Regions from separate parts of the Zea mays genome. Here regions 1, 2 and 4 are each linked to region 3. A link is a contact called in public Hi-C data. All regions are on one chromosome and are shown on one strand. The core of a region is the stretch at or near the end of the contact, and the rest is flanking DNA. Distances in the headings are between cores, read along the strand shown.

The links. A called contact is a pair of places that touch in the nucleus more often than the background predicts.
Region 1: a Hi-C map of leaf shows a contact between it and region 3, with 8 times the contacts expected there. The contact joins the promoter of LOC100275221 here to the promoter of LOC100282513 in region 3. A contact is called at or near these places in 9 of 25 Hi-C or Micro-C datasets (ear, leaf, leaf mesophyll and 3 more) and 2 of 3 datasets of contacts at active chromatin or transcription factors (leaf and seedling).
Region 2: a contact with region 3 is called in a Hi-C map of ear, with 5 times the contacts expected there. The contact joins the promoter of LOC100275072 here to the promoter of LOC100282513 in region 3. A contact is called at or near these places in 5 of 25 Hi-C or Micro-C datasets (ear, leaf, seedling and 1 more).
Region 4: a contact with region 3 is called in a Hi-C map of leaf, with 4 times the contacts expected there. The contact joins the enhancer-like site here to the promoter of LOC100282513 in region 3. A contact is called at or near these places in 3 of 25 Hi-C or Micro-C datasets (ear and leaf).

The regions. Positions count from the first base shown.
Region 1 is chr6:30,310,137-30,313,253 of Zm-B73-REFERENCE-NAM-5.0, forward strand. LOC100275221 reads left to right here and starts at 1,490. Exons shown (of 3, transcript NM_001149360.2): 1 at 1,490-1,685; 2 at 2,590-2,706; 3 at 2,806-3,117. The coding sequence starts at 2,647.
Region 2 is chr6:30,369,220-30,372,168 of Zm-B73-REFERENCE-NAM-5.0, forward strand. LOC100275072 reads right to left here and starts at 1,335. Exons shown (of 4, transcript NM_001149261.1): 1 at 1,122-1,335; 2 at 954-998; 3 at 429-461; 4 at 13-354. The coding sequence starts at 1,161. The coding sequence ends at 176.
Region 3 is chr6:29,946,284-29,949,420 of Zm-B73-REFERENCE-NAM-5.0, forward strand. LOC100282513 (40S ribosomal protein S29-like) reads right to left here and starts at 1,394. Exons shown (of 3, transcript NM_001159462.2): 1 at 1,291-1,394; 2 at 787-886; 3 at 1-166. The coding sequence starts at 1,352. The coding sequence ends at 158. It overlaps LOC103630926 (a long non-coding RNA gene), which reads left to right and starts at 1,603. Exons shown (of 4, transcript XR_002262999.2): 1 at 1,603-1,711; 2 at 1,836-2,066.
Region 4 is chr6:30,231,942-30,235,021 of Zm-B73-REFERENCE-NAM-5.0, forward strand. No RefSeq gene overlaps it. Among protein-coding and RNA genes, the nearest start is that of LOC103629153, 27 kb to the left of the region's middle. Within about 2 kb of position 1,635, at least 17 of the 20 cell types and tissues checked have an H3K27ac peak or open chromatin away from gene starts, as enhancers often do. A contact at or near this core is called in ear and leaf, where this site is marked.

The DNA.
Region 1 (3,117 bases), core at 240-2,739, 360 kb after region 3:
CACTCGCGGGATAAAGATTCCAGCCTGAATTATTGTAATCGCGGACCATCCGGGGCGCAGGCTGTTCGGGCTACATGGCCAGACCATCTGGCCATCCAGGTGTCAAATTTGGTGCTCAGCGCTGGGTAAAAAATACAACTATGTATATTAACCACATGCATATGGACGTTGTACCAAGTAATAACAACTAATAAAAAAACAAAGAACAGTGCTGCAAATAATACAGACAACTATCTTCGCAAAAAAAAACGAAAAAATGATAAAGACAAACAGAATCATATTGTGGTTGTGAACAACCAAAGTATCAAACAGAACGACACGTCCTGTTAACCAAAGGTGAAGTAGTGTACAAGACACATCCAGCTAGCTAATCCCTGGGGAGAGAGGTGACAGAGACCTGCATGAAATGGCAATGAGAAGGAAAATGACAGGGCTGACACCATGGTCTGGAACTAATCATACAGGCCAGAATTTTTCAGGCCCTGACTTGTCGCAATCCCTGGAATAACTCCAAATCCCCAGTGAGAATGAGCAGTTTGTTGCTTGCGTCGCAGAAATCTGAGGGAGGGTGTGGCGGGGACCAGGCCAACACATGTTACTGTTACCAACCGCTCCACATAACTCGCCATCCAATCACATTGCACAATCTAGAGAAAGGCCTGCATATGAAGCCAACACATGATCCAACTTCAATTCTGAATCTGGTCAGGATTGACTGCTGGATCTAGGTTTTGCCGGTACAGATCAGAGCTACAGATCCACTGACCGCTGTAATAAAAAGATATACGTTATGGTAAAAACGGCAAGGCCTCGTGCTTACTTTATTCATGCTATCTCAATCATGTGATGCTAACCTTGCTAAGATAGATGGCCCTCTGACTTTGGATGACAGTAATGTAAGTGCATGCATTATTTGAGACAAGTGGTGATGATAACCTTAATCCATTGAACATGTGACCATGAGATCCAAAACATTGCATGCCTAGCTGTCTGTTCAGTGCTCCTTTTTGTGCTGATCCAGCAATAACATTTAAAACTGACATGGCTACCTACACAAACCCATGGGGAGAGGTAACAACTACTGCTCAAAATCAAACAGAGAGCTAGAATTAGAATCCAGTTGCATGGGGATCGAGAGAGATCAAATCTCTTTCTATTCAATTTTGACTAACAAGACATTTAATCCCTTTCAATTCACTTCTAACCGAACAAGCCACTAAGGATGTGTATATATAGCTGGAGTGGGGGCACATAAGAATTTCGGTGCTGCAAGAACGAAGAATATAATAGCTGGGGCTTCTTATCTTGGCCCTATCCTTTTCTTGGCACTACATAGGAGCATCTTGGGAGCCTTTATCACATATGAACTCCATTGGCCTAAATGACATGGATTTGTTTGGCATGCCCACAGGGAGGGGTCCACCATGACAGTAAAACAAATGACAGGGGAGAATCTTAAATCCCCTCCTCCACCCCCTCCTGCCTCACCAGATTTGATACACATGCAAATCCTGCTGGCTGTTGCTTCTCAGCAGGGCCAAAATCCGTTCCTTTGGCCTAGCAGTAGCTACCACTACCAGGAGATCTTCTTCTTCCCCCCCCCCCCCCCCCCCACCCCCCCCCCCCCTCCCCTCCTGTGAGAGGTGCCCAACAGCTTCGTCAGAGGAATCAGCACTTCAGCGGAGGTGAGCTCAAGGCCCCCTTGCGTCGTTTTATCTCGCTCTTGATCCTTGTCGCTTCCAAGAACCGCCCTTGGGCCTGCCCGGCCTTCATGGACCATTCTGAAAGCTTGCATGCATGTCGTCGTCATGTTCTTGCCTGGTCGTCGTGCTTTTGTAATTTCATTCATGGTCAAGGAGCAGCTGCTCCAAAAATCTAGTGTTGTAAAGAAAGAAATCAGCTTTTCGGAGTTCCCTTCAGGATCAGTTAAGACACGAAGGCATACTTTTGTTTGGAAACATAATGAAGCAGAATTATGATACAGATATCATCTTCCCCTGGTTCCTTCCAGAATTCTACCTGCGAGAATTTTTAGACGTTAGTACACTATAAGCGTGTATTTTTTTTTTGCATAAATATGTGGAGAGAAATTTCTGCTTCTGTACCATTGTGGTCGTCCGGGATCCAATTACAGCGCAAAGACAGTTATATTATTTTACGTTGCTACAGATCTGTATCTGTTACTTTTTTTTTCCATTAAGATCACGGTGGTATCCATTCACGTACTCCTAACCAAACAGCACATATATGTCAGTGGAGGACAACGTGAAAGTGCAGACTGCCAAACCTATGGACAAGCATATAACTCAATTGCAGGTGTACAAGCACATAGGACAAATTCTCATTTGATGTTTAGATTGCATATAACTACAACAATGTAGCACCACATTTATTATGATATCTTTGGATACTCATCATTCAACTTATTACTACAATAAATTAAATGCGCCATCCCCTATCCGACAGGGAAGAGCTCTTCAAATCAAAGATGAATAGAAAAATTCAGTAACTTATTCAGTTGACCGCTAGAAACTGTTACCATCGCAGGCAAATGTGCTAGCATCTCACATCCGTTTCTACTTGTTGCAGACACACAGTCCAGGCCATCGAACTGATACTTGTGTGGTGGCGCGGGCAGAGATCAAGATGGAGAAGGAACACATCAAGATGGCCATGCTGAGGCAAGAACAGACATTCAGACAGCAGGTAAACCATGTCTCGCCGGAACTGCCGGCTCACGAAGTAGAGTAGTATCCATAGACTTCGTAATGCTGAAAAAAAACTGTTCAATGGTCACTTCTCCAGGTTCACGAGCTGCACCGCGTGTACCAGGTTCAGAAGCAGCTGATGATGCAGATGCAGATTGCCAAGACAAACAGCTACGGAAACGAAGCTGCTGAAAGGCAAACCAAACCGACAGAAAAACTCGAGCACCGACAGTGGTGTGGTAGCTCAGGCAAGACGGAGGCCAAGCTGGCCGAAGACTTCAGCCTGGAGCTGACACTGGCAACTGGGGCTGGAAGGAGGGGGGAGGAGGAGAAGCCATCCAACTCAGACTCCGAAGCAACAATGTCGTCATCGACATCTGCAGAGTCAGAGCCAGGGCAGGGGTTCGCG
Region 2 (2,949 bases), core at 85-2,584, 420 kb after region 3:
ATATTAGCGTCATTTCTTCCTAATTGAAAATTCCATCCATTAACAACTTCTGGTTACAACAGAAATGACCATAAGTGTAGCATAACATTACTAACAAAGAACTCACATGTATGTAATTAAACTGCAACTCAGCACACAGAACTCAGTCTCTGTGGATTTTGTGGTAGCAGGAATACTAGCCATAAGGATGAGACTTTTCAGCAAGCTCGGGTGAAACAACTTTTTGTGATTCATCTCCTCCAGCCTTCTTCTGAAATTCAATGCCCTGGAACTGGACTCTTGAAGATCGATACTGACAACCAAAAGCATTTCCAAAGCCCCATCCTAGTCCAAGACCAACTCCGCAGCCCCCACCTATTTTTAACAAGATGGATTTTAGAAATCTACTAGCAAGGAAATGTAAGTGAATATAGGCTTAGAAGTAGTACCAATACCCAAGCCGAACGTGTTAAGAGGCATTCCTGGGTAGAAAAGCAAACCAAAAGCATGTCATTTCTTGATCATGAATACACATTTTCATTGAATATTACTCCCCCCAATCACAAATAAGTGACATTTTGGGTTATCTAAAACGAATCATTTTAAACATTTGTTGCATATTACTAAGTAGCTTCATAAAAGTATACTTTACTATGATCATGTTGGTAATGTGATAGGAACCAATCCATATACACAATGTTGGTCCCTAGTCCCTATTTAGCAGTAAACAGATATTAAGCAACTTGGAAAGAATCGCATGGGAAAGGGAAACAACTTGGGACTGAACTGCAACCGCATGCTTGTCCTGTAAATAATTTGATAGCCATTTTACCGCCAAATACAGCCAACACGAAATCAACAACACAGAATCCAAAAAAGGATCTCGCTAGTTCAATTTGACAAGTTAAGATTTCTAATACACGCCTACACCAAAAAGAAACAAATTAATCACGCGAAAATGAGCATGCTCTCACCTCCGAACCCCCACCCGACGCCGAACCCGCAGCCGACACCGAACCCTGCACCGGATCAAACAGAAAAAAAAATGAATTCAGCAAACCAAATAAGGAGCGAGAATCAGAGAGAGCAACGTCAAGGTCTGATCTTGGCGCCTGAAATGATGGGGCCTTTGGTTCACTCACCGATCCCAATCCCGGGGCCAGTGAATGTGCTGACAACCATGGCTCCCTCCCTCCTGCTCCTTCCCCCTGTGGATGGACGAGAGAAGAAGCCAAGAAAAAGCGAACCCGACCCTGTGGCCTGCGCATTACTCCGGACTCCGGTGGTGAAGATGAGGTGACGTCAGCGACAAATCGGCCGGGCCGTATTGGGTCTACACACCGGCTGACGGGCTTTGCCGTTGCTTTGGGCTAGGTTCACCTTTCTAGCGCAACTACAAACGGAAAGGCCCCTATAGCTAAACCAGCGTCCGACTAGCGGGATAAACTTTTGGGCCCTCGGTGAGTAATACTTGACAGTTTTTCAGCTCTCGTTCATTTAATCCATATGAATTGGATATTTAATCCATATAAATTGAATGATATTAAGTCGGTTTAAATTCATAGCAAATTAAAATTTATTTTAATTTATTTTAAACCACTTTAATTTATATAGAATTATAATAACCGAACAAGGCCTAAGGACTTATTCGTTTTGATGCTTATCCATGTGGATTGACGGGATTTAGTTGGTTTAAATCTATAGTAAGTTAAAATCAGACTCAATGCCACCCAATCCACTCCAATCCACATGGATTGGGAATAACAGAACAAGACCTTATCGATTCCAAAGTCCGAATTGTTACCTAGGAACGTTATCTACTGTTAGTAGAGATGTCAATGAGTAAATAAATACCCACATAGTATTACTATCTCATACTCATACCCACTACAAAAAGATAACCTCATCGGATCACTTATATTGACTTGTGGGTATGGATTTACCCCAGAGTCACCTGTCGGGTTACCCCGTACCCAAAAAGATTCAACATATAGATATATACGGTAAGCACCATTGAACAAATATAATGAACTATAAAAAATATGAGTTATGAAACATCAAACTTAAATAAGTCGTGTGCCATAATTAAGCATCGCGCCATTTGATTTCTAACATTATAGATACATGAGGCTGCAAAAATCAAATTGCATGGCTAGGATTGTGCTTAGGTCTTTAGAAATATTATCTAATTACATAGTTGCACAAGAAACAACTATAAAATCTGCTTGGAAACTATACTTACACAATTGATTATAGTGCTGGGAAAAAAACCATAACCGAAACCCAAAACCGGAATACCCAAACCCAAATTACTCAAAACCCGAATTTTGTTCAAGAATTGTGAATGGTAATTTGTAAAACTCAAACTTATTTCAAGTAATTCGGATATTACAATCGGGTACCCGAATTACGCAGACTTTCATGTGTTATGTACTCATGTCATTGTTAATTATCAAATTGTGCATATATAATTATGTGTAAATGTGTATGAACTTGTAAACTTGTAATTGTAGATTGTTTGTGTTTTTACATGCATGTATATCATTATTCAAACTGTGTTTTGTACTAATTCAATAGGGTGTATATGTTTTATGAAGCTGACACAATATTTCAGGTAGTTCGGGAATACTCAAACCCAAAACTCCGGGTACCTGATTTTTTGGGTAATATAAAATCCACTGTAATTTCGGGTACATATTCTCAAAACCTGAATTTTAAATTACTCGAATTACCCCGACCTGAAACTTTCGAGTAACCCGAATGCTCACCCCTAATTGATTGGATGGTGTTAGGATCAGGATGAGCAGGGGTACGATAATCTATGGACTATGCCTGGCTGTATGTGGAATTCTATAGTAGAAAGAGATTATATAGCTAGGGTTTCATTTATTTTGGGCAAGGCCAAGTACTCAAGTTTATGCATTTTGGCTAAATTTGTACTGGATATTTTATACCCACCGGGTTAACGAG
Region 3 (3,137 bases), core at 144-2,643:
TCAACATAGGTAACTCATGATCAATATGACCAACATGGCTAAGTTCTTCATCATAAACGTAGCAGTCTTTACTAGCAGACTTCTGAACAAAACATCTAAATTACTGGAAATAAAACTACAGCCTCGCCTCTACCACATGGTCCATTCCCACCTGATTTCAGCGGTACTGCAACAAAAATATAGGCATTGCATTGGTTAAAGAGCAATAGTAAGTCAACCAAATTGGAGAAATTTCAAAAATATTGCCATGGGCAGCAAAATAATTGTAGGCACTTTATGTGCCATAGCCATACATTAATGTTTTCATGTCAACATGAAAAACATGTAACCACAATTCATTCTTTGAATAAAAAAAGACTACCAGCAAAGTGTAGGGCATGTTTCAACAAAATACCACAGCTGCACTTGCAAGAAAGGGAACAAAGTGCCAAAGAAACAGTCTAAATACATAGGAATGCCCTAAACTGCAAGATGTCGCCTAAAAGCTGGCAGTAACTAATTCATTAAAGAATTAAAGATGATAAAACAACAGATAAGTATCAGACACTTTACATCATAGAATCTTGGAGCCTTTTCCATGTTTACGATGGAGGCTAACTAAAAGCAGAATAGTGTCTAAATGGAGCTATTTCACAAATATTAACTAATGGATTTATCGGTCTTTCACTTTTTTCTTGTCGTGTTTTTTGATAGCAACTTTTCAGACTAAATATCCAATACAAAATCATAAAGCATTAATGATGCTAAGCATCATTCACACAGGAGTTTGAAGCTTATATTGCATACCTTGATGAAGCCAATGTCCTTGGCATTGCTGCGGAAGCACTGCCTGCAGCACATCAGCCCGTACTTCCTGATCAGTCCATGAGGGTTCGCACAGACACGGCTGTCAAAGTGAACAAGTTCCGCTAAGTACAACGCCACAATAAGGAGCATACCACTGCAGACTAAATAATAGTGCTTAGCTGAATTGTTGGAACTTATACTTGTGTGCCATACATGACAACAATGAACACAGACAAGTCCAGAATCAAACTGTCTGTAACCTGGGCAAACGATCCATAAAATTGGCTATAGTAAACCGCAATAATCAATTAACGTAACTAAGGAACCCTCGAATACACTACACAAACTCGAATCACATCGATCCAAAATCTAGTCCATAACTATCACCGATCGACGGAGGAACCTAAATCCACACAGAGCAAAAAATAAAAAGAAACTCCTACATCTATAAATTCGATTAAACGCATCAAAAAAAATATGTGCCGGTAAATGGAACACACGTACCAGACGCGGGATCCGGGCCCGTAGTTCTTGGGGTGCGAGTTCCAGACGTTGGAGTGCCCCATCGCCTCCTAATTCCGCCGCCGCCGCAAGCGTTCGTGGGGAAGAGATAGATGGAGTTCGGTGAGCACTGAGTAGCGGCGCCGTTGGGAGAAGCGGAATATATAGCTGACGCAGCGAGCGAAACCCTAAGCCAGGAGCAGACCCGATTGGGCCAAATGGCCCGTAGTTCCATAGTCCTGTAATTGGGCTGAAATGAACCTTCTGGGCCACATGGGCCATATGTGTCTGCGGTTTAGTCCAAGTCTCTCCCCACTCCCCAGGCTCGACGGCTCCGTTGGTTGATTCTGATTCGTCTCCTGTTGGCTGTTGCCTTCGACCGCCTCCACCTCGTCTCCGACGATGTCCTCCGTCGCCGGTGAGGGTACGTTGTGGTCCCAAATGGTGCGAACGTTCCGCGTAGCGCTGCACACCTCACACTCCAGGTTGTAGCTGCTTTTTTCTCTCTCTTTAACATCCGCTCGGTCGCGTCCGTGCGTTTCTGCCAGGGGAAGGAGAGGGAGGAGGACGGCGCCGACGGGAGGAGCCAAGGAGCCAACAACATGAGGACGGGGTCGAGGTGGCCGACGGAAAACTGGATTTGGGTGACCTTTACGGCGCGGCGGCGGGGTGGGTAGAGGCGCGGACCAGCTGCCCGCACCTCGGCACCATGCCGCCCGCTGGTGCTGAATTGCTGATGACCTTGCTCGCGTGCCTCCGCCCGACTCTCCGTGCTCCAGGTTCGGGGCACCTCCTTCCTGCTCGAATTCTCTGTAGATTCTTTGGAATTCCCCGCAGTTCAATTTTCCGGAACAACACTGAGATGATCAGTTTAACATGTAGAAGAACAAAGTTTTTTTAGTTGCTGACAAGGTGATTACTGATTGTGGATTGTCACTGAAAATGTTGTGGCCACACAATTGCATGTTCAGAATCTATCGATTGTTTCTTTGGTTCAACCAAAAGTATTATGTTATCAACTGATACAAATTGTAGTTCAGTTATGTTCATAAAAATCATTAGGTAATTTAGGTCTTCACGATTGGGTTGATCAGTGATTCACTGGGATTGGATGTTGATCTACCTGGGGCGAGCCATTAACTGTGCACTGCTCGGACTGGTGTTCATTGCATTGCTCTGCGAATTGCAAGATTGATAGCAGGATAGCTTAGCCTCTGCATAGCTCTTGCAATGCTTTCAGTGAGAGAATCTGCATTACTTGCTCCATTCATGGGAATGCACTTTGTGTCACTAAGACCGTTTTCAGCAGTTCACCTATATGGTAACCCAAAAAACACTGCTTTGCACCATAGACTGCACTGTTCGCAGAGCGGAGTATGGATATGGGGATGGGTAAGTTGCTGGAGATAACCTAAGGGATTGGTGATGGCGACTTTGCTTTAGGTTATCCTTCTGCTGATTAATTGCCTTGCTCACTAATGGTCAGTTTGAGTTGATATTAATAACTAAGTCTTGATTGAGAACCAATAAACCTGTCAAGAGGTTGCTGAAGAGGGTTCATATTCTTCTCTTGCAATGCTTTCAGCGAGGGAATCTGCATTACTTGCTCTATTCATGAGAATGCACTTTGTGTCACTAAGACCGTCTTCAGCAGTTCACCTATATGGTAACACAAAAAACACTGCTTTGCACCATAGACTGCACTGTTTGCAGAGCGGAGTATGGATATGGGATGGGTAAGCTGCTGGAGATAACCTAAGGGATTGGTGATGGCGACTTTGCTTTAGGTTATCCTTCTGCTGATTAATTGCCTTGCTCACTAATGGTCAGTTTGAGTTCATATTAATAAC
Region 4 (3,080 bases), core at 385-2,884, 290 kb after region 3:
AAGGTGGGAGTTCATGTGAAGTGTAAGGTTGACCAATAAATAAGAGTTAAAGCGGAGCATTGCTTTTAATAAGTTGGTCAAGTTTTATTAGAAGTTACTAAATGTAAGTAGATACCAAACCAGAGTAATAGTAGATCAAAATTAATAATAAATCCCAATGCGATGCAAATGACAAATTCAAATTAATTCCATAAATTAATCATGCAAGAGTCTTGAGCAGCTCATGACCGCGAGCACGGCTAGTATACTCGTTTTACACTCTGCAGAGGTTGTACCCTATACCCACAAGTCATGTATCCCATCTAGCCAGGGTTAGCTAGACCCATAGACACTACCGAGGTGAATGGCTAGGGATCCACTACGAGGCCTTTACAAAGTTCCACTAGCTTCAGTAAACCTGCTACAGTTTCTAGGAAGAGCAATGGAGGAATCCCCCGTCTAACCGCCATCGCAGCAAAATCAACTCGAGAACCTCCCTACACGCCTACTCCCCTACTGCTCTTGCCCTTTCGGGTAAGGTAGTCCTCCACTAGCTTTCCTAGTTAGTCAGCCAAGGGTGTCCCATTCCACCCTTGTTGTGGCACGTGTTTCTCAAGTTAAGCTCGATGTTCCAGTTAACATAGTGGTATTATCATGAAAAGAAATAAAACAGTAATAAAGAATGGTCATGTATAATAGTTATCTCAACACCCAAAACCATATATAGCAATAAAAAAGACTACCCAAAAGTTCAGGGGTAAACAAGGTGAAAAGATAACTAGACTAGGGTGACCTATTGGGTCCCATAAAAATTAAGACTATGCATGATAAAATGATTATATAGAACATTATTGGGTAAATAAAAGTGGTCAAGGGCACAACTTTCCTTCAATGAGCTCCTGCTCAACAACTTCTACCTGTTGAACACCTCGATCCTCGGCCACTGGCTCGTCTAGTCGCCATAATATAAACAAACATGGTACAAGGGAGAAAATAACATCACACCAAACATGAATTCAGAATACATAATAATAATATACGCATCGAAACGATATCGTAGGAACAAGAATCACTAAATTCGGAGTTACGGATTTTATGTTATGATTTTCCGAAGTTTTTGTGTATTTGTTACAAAATTAACTAAGTGATCAATTTTAATATGGGTATCATGCTAAAACAGAGATACTAAATGGTAAACGATATTAATACCAAATTATAGAAATTGGAATGGACTAAAAAGAAGTTAAAATGAATTTTCTCGGAATTAAACAAGTTTCTACAATTGTTTTAGTACCAAAAACCCTTTTTATATTTTATATTTCATTTAACAACACCCTGGACTGCGCACAGGATTACTGAAGAATATATGGGCTACATCATAAAAATTCTTAAGACTCAGATTCAATCTGTGTGGGACTGCGGGTTGTTTATCAATAAATCCAGGGACTCTTTTGTAAAGCCACCGACCAAAGAGGTATCCAGGAACCCCAGACGTCAGATTAGAAATCAACGGTGCCGATTAGATCGATTACATAAACGGATCATTATGCAGTGCCGATGGTCCGATCCAAAATCTATGCTCCATATTTCCCCGTGTCCAGATCTAGTATGATTCTCACGATCTCCAACCAACAACCACGATTCACTGGCCGCCAATTGGTAACCCATAGCTAATCTCGACCGTCGACTATGGATCAGACGGTGTGCGGTCTATCTCCCTCATCTGACCGCGACCGGCGGTGGTGGCGCCCTGGAGGTCAAATCGTGCCGGCGAACTCTTCCTGCCCGGTGATTCAGAGCACCATACTTCGATTCTACTAGCGCTAAATGAAGAGGACGACCGCACGAACACGGAGGACGTATACTCACCGACGGTTATGGCGTCGAGTCTCCTGGCGACGATGTGGTGCGGCTTGAGCGCCAACCAAGACTTCAGTGAGGAATTCCCGGTGATGTAGGGGCCAATCCCGCCGACTATGTTGTGGAGGCCTTTCCCCTCGGTCTGTAGATGGCTCCGGACTCCACACACGGCGCGGATGGCGGCTCGGTGAAAAGTTCCTCCGCAGCGGCACCACACTTCCTCTCCCTCTCTGGTTTGCGACGTGGCCAGGGTTTCCAAGGTTCAGGATGGTGCGGACGGGTCCCAGGGGCGCTAAATATGGACATGAGTGGTGGCCGAGGAGTCCGGAAGGTGGATGGCTAACTGGTCGGTCCTGGGGAAATTGCAACGATGGTTGCGCGCGGGGAAGAAGTACAGTGGAGGGGGGCCACCCGTCATTGGGACCAAGGAAACACAGGCGGGCGGGAAACCGACAAACCGGGCCTACATACAGGCGCGCGCAAATAGACTTACGGCCAGACCCCACCTGACACCGAGGGAGAACTCAGCAGCCCGCGGGATCCCAGCACGCGCGGGGATGGGCCAAGTGGGCTGATTTCGGGGGTGTTGGCCCATGCGACATGTTAGGGTTTTCCTTTTCTTTTCCTTTTTATTTTCCTTTCTCATTTTAGATTTCAAATTTTGAATTTGAATTTTTTTTGTGAACATGCACATATATGAAATGTACAAATTCAAATCTAGTGATGAACAGAATATATTTATTTATGTATTTATTTCCTTTATGTTATGTGGCATTTTCTTCTCTTTCTTTATTATTCCCCATTCCTAAATATTCAAATTAGGTATTAATCTCCAATTTGGACATTAATTTATTTCTGTCTCTATGGTCAATATTATCATTAAATACACAACTAAATAACTCCAACATGATGCACAAGTTGTTCATGTCTCATTTGTTAATTGTTCACTTTTAGGTGTGGTTATTCACATGTTCAAATAAATAGAGGCAAATCATATAAGGAAAATATATCCTTTCTTTCTCTTTACAACTTGAGTATTACAAAACATATCCACCATCACATTATATGATTTTATTCACAGTAATGGTAATCATTCCGATCCAAAGAATTCTTACCACTATATTTTACCACTATAACAAATTTAGAGAACATAACTTATACTATCTTATGGGTAAAAACATTAATCATAGAATAAAACTTTTGATTTCATTATAGTCTCCCTTTCTAAACTGCTCTATACA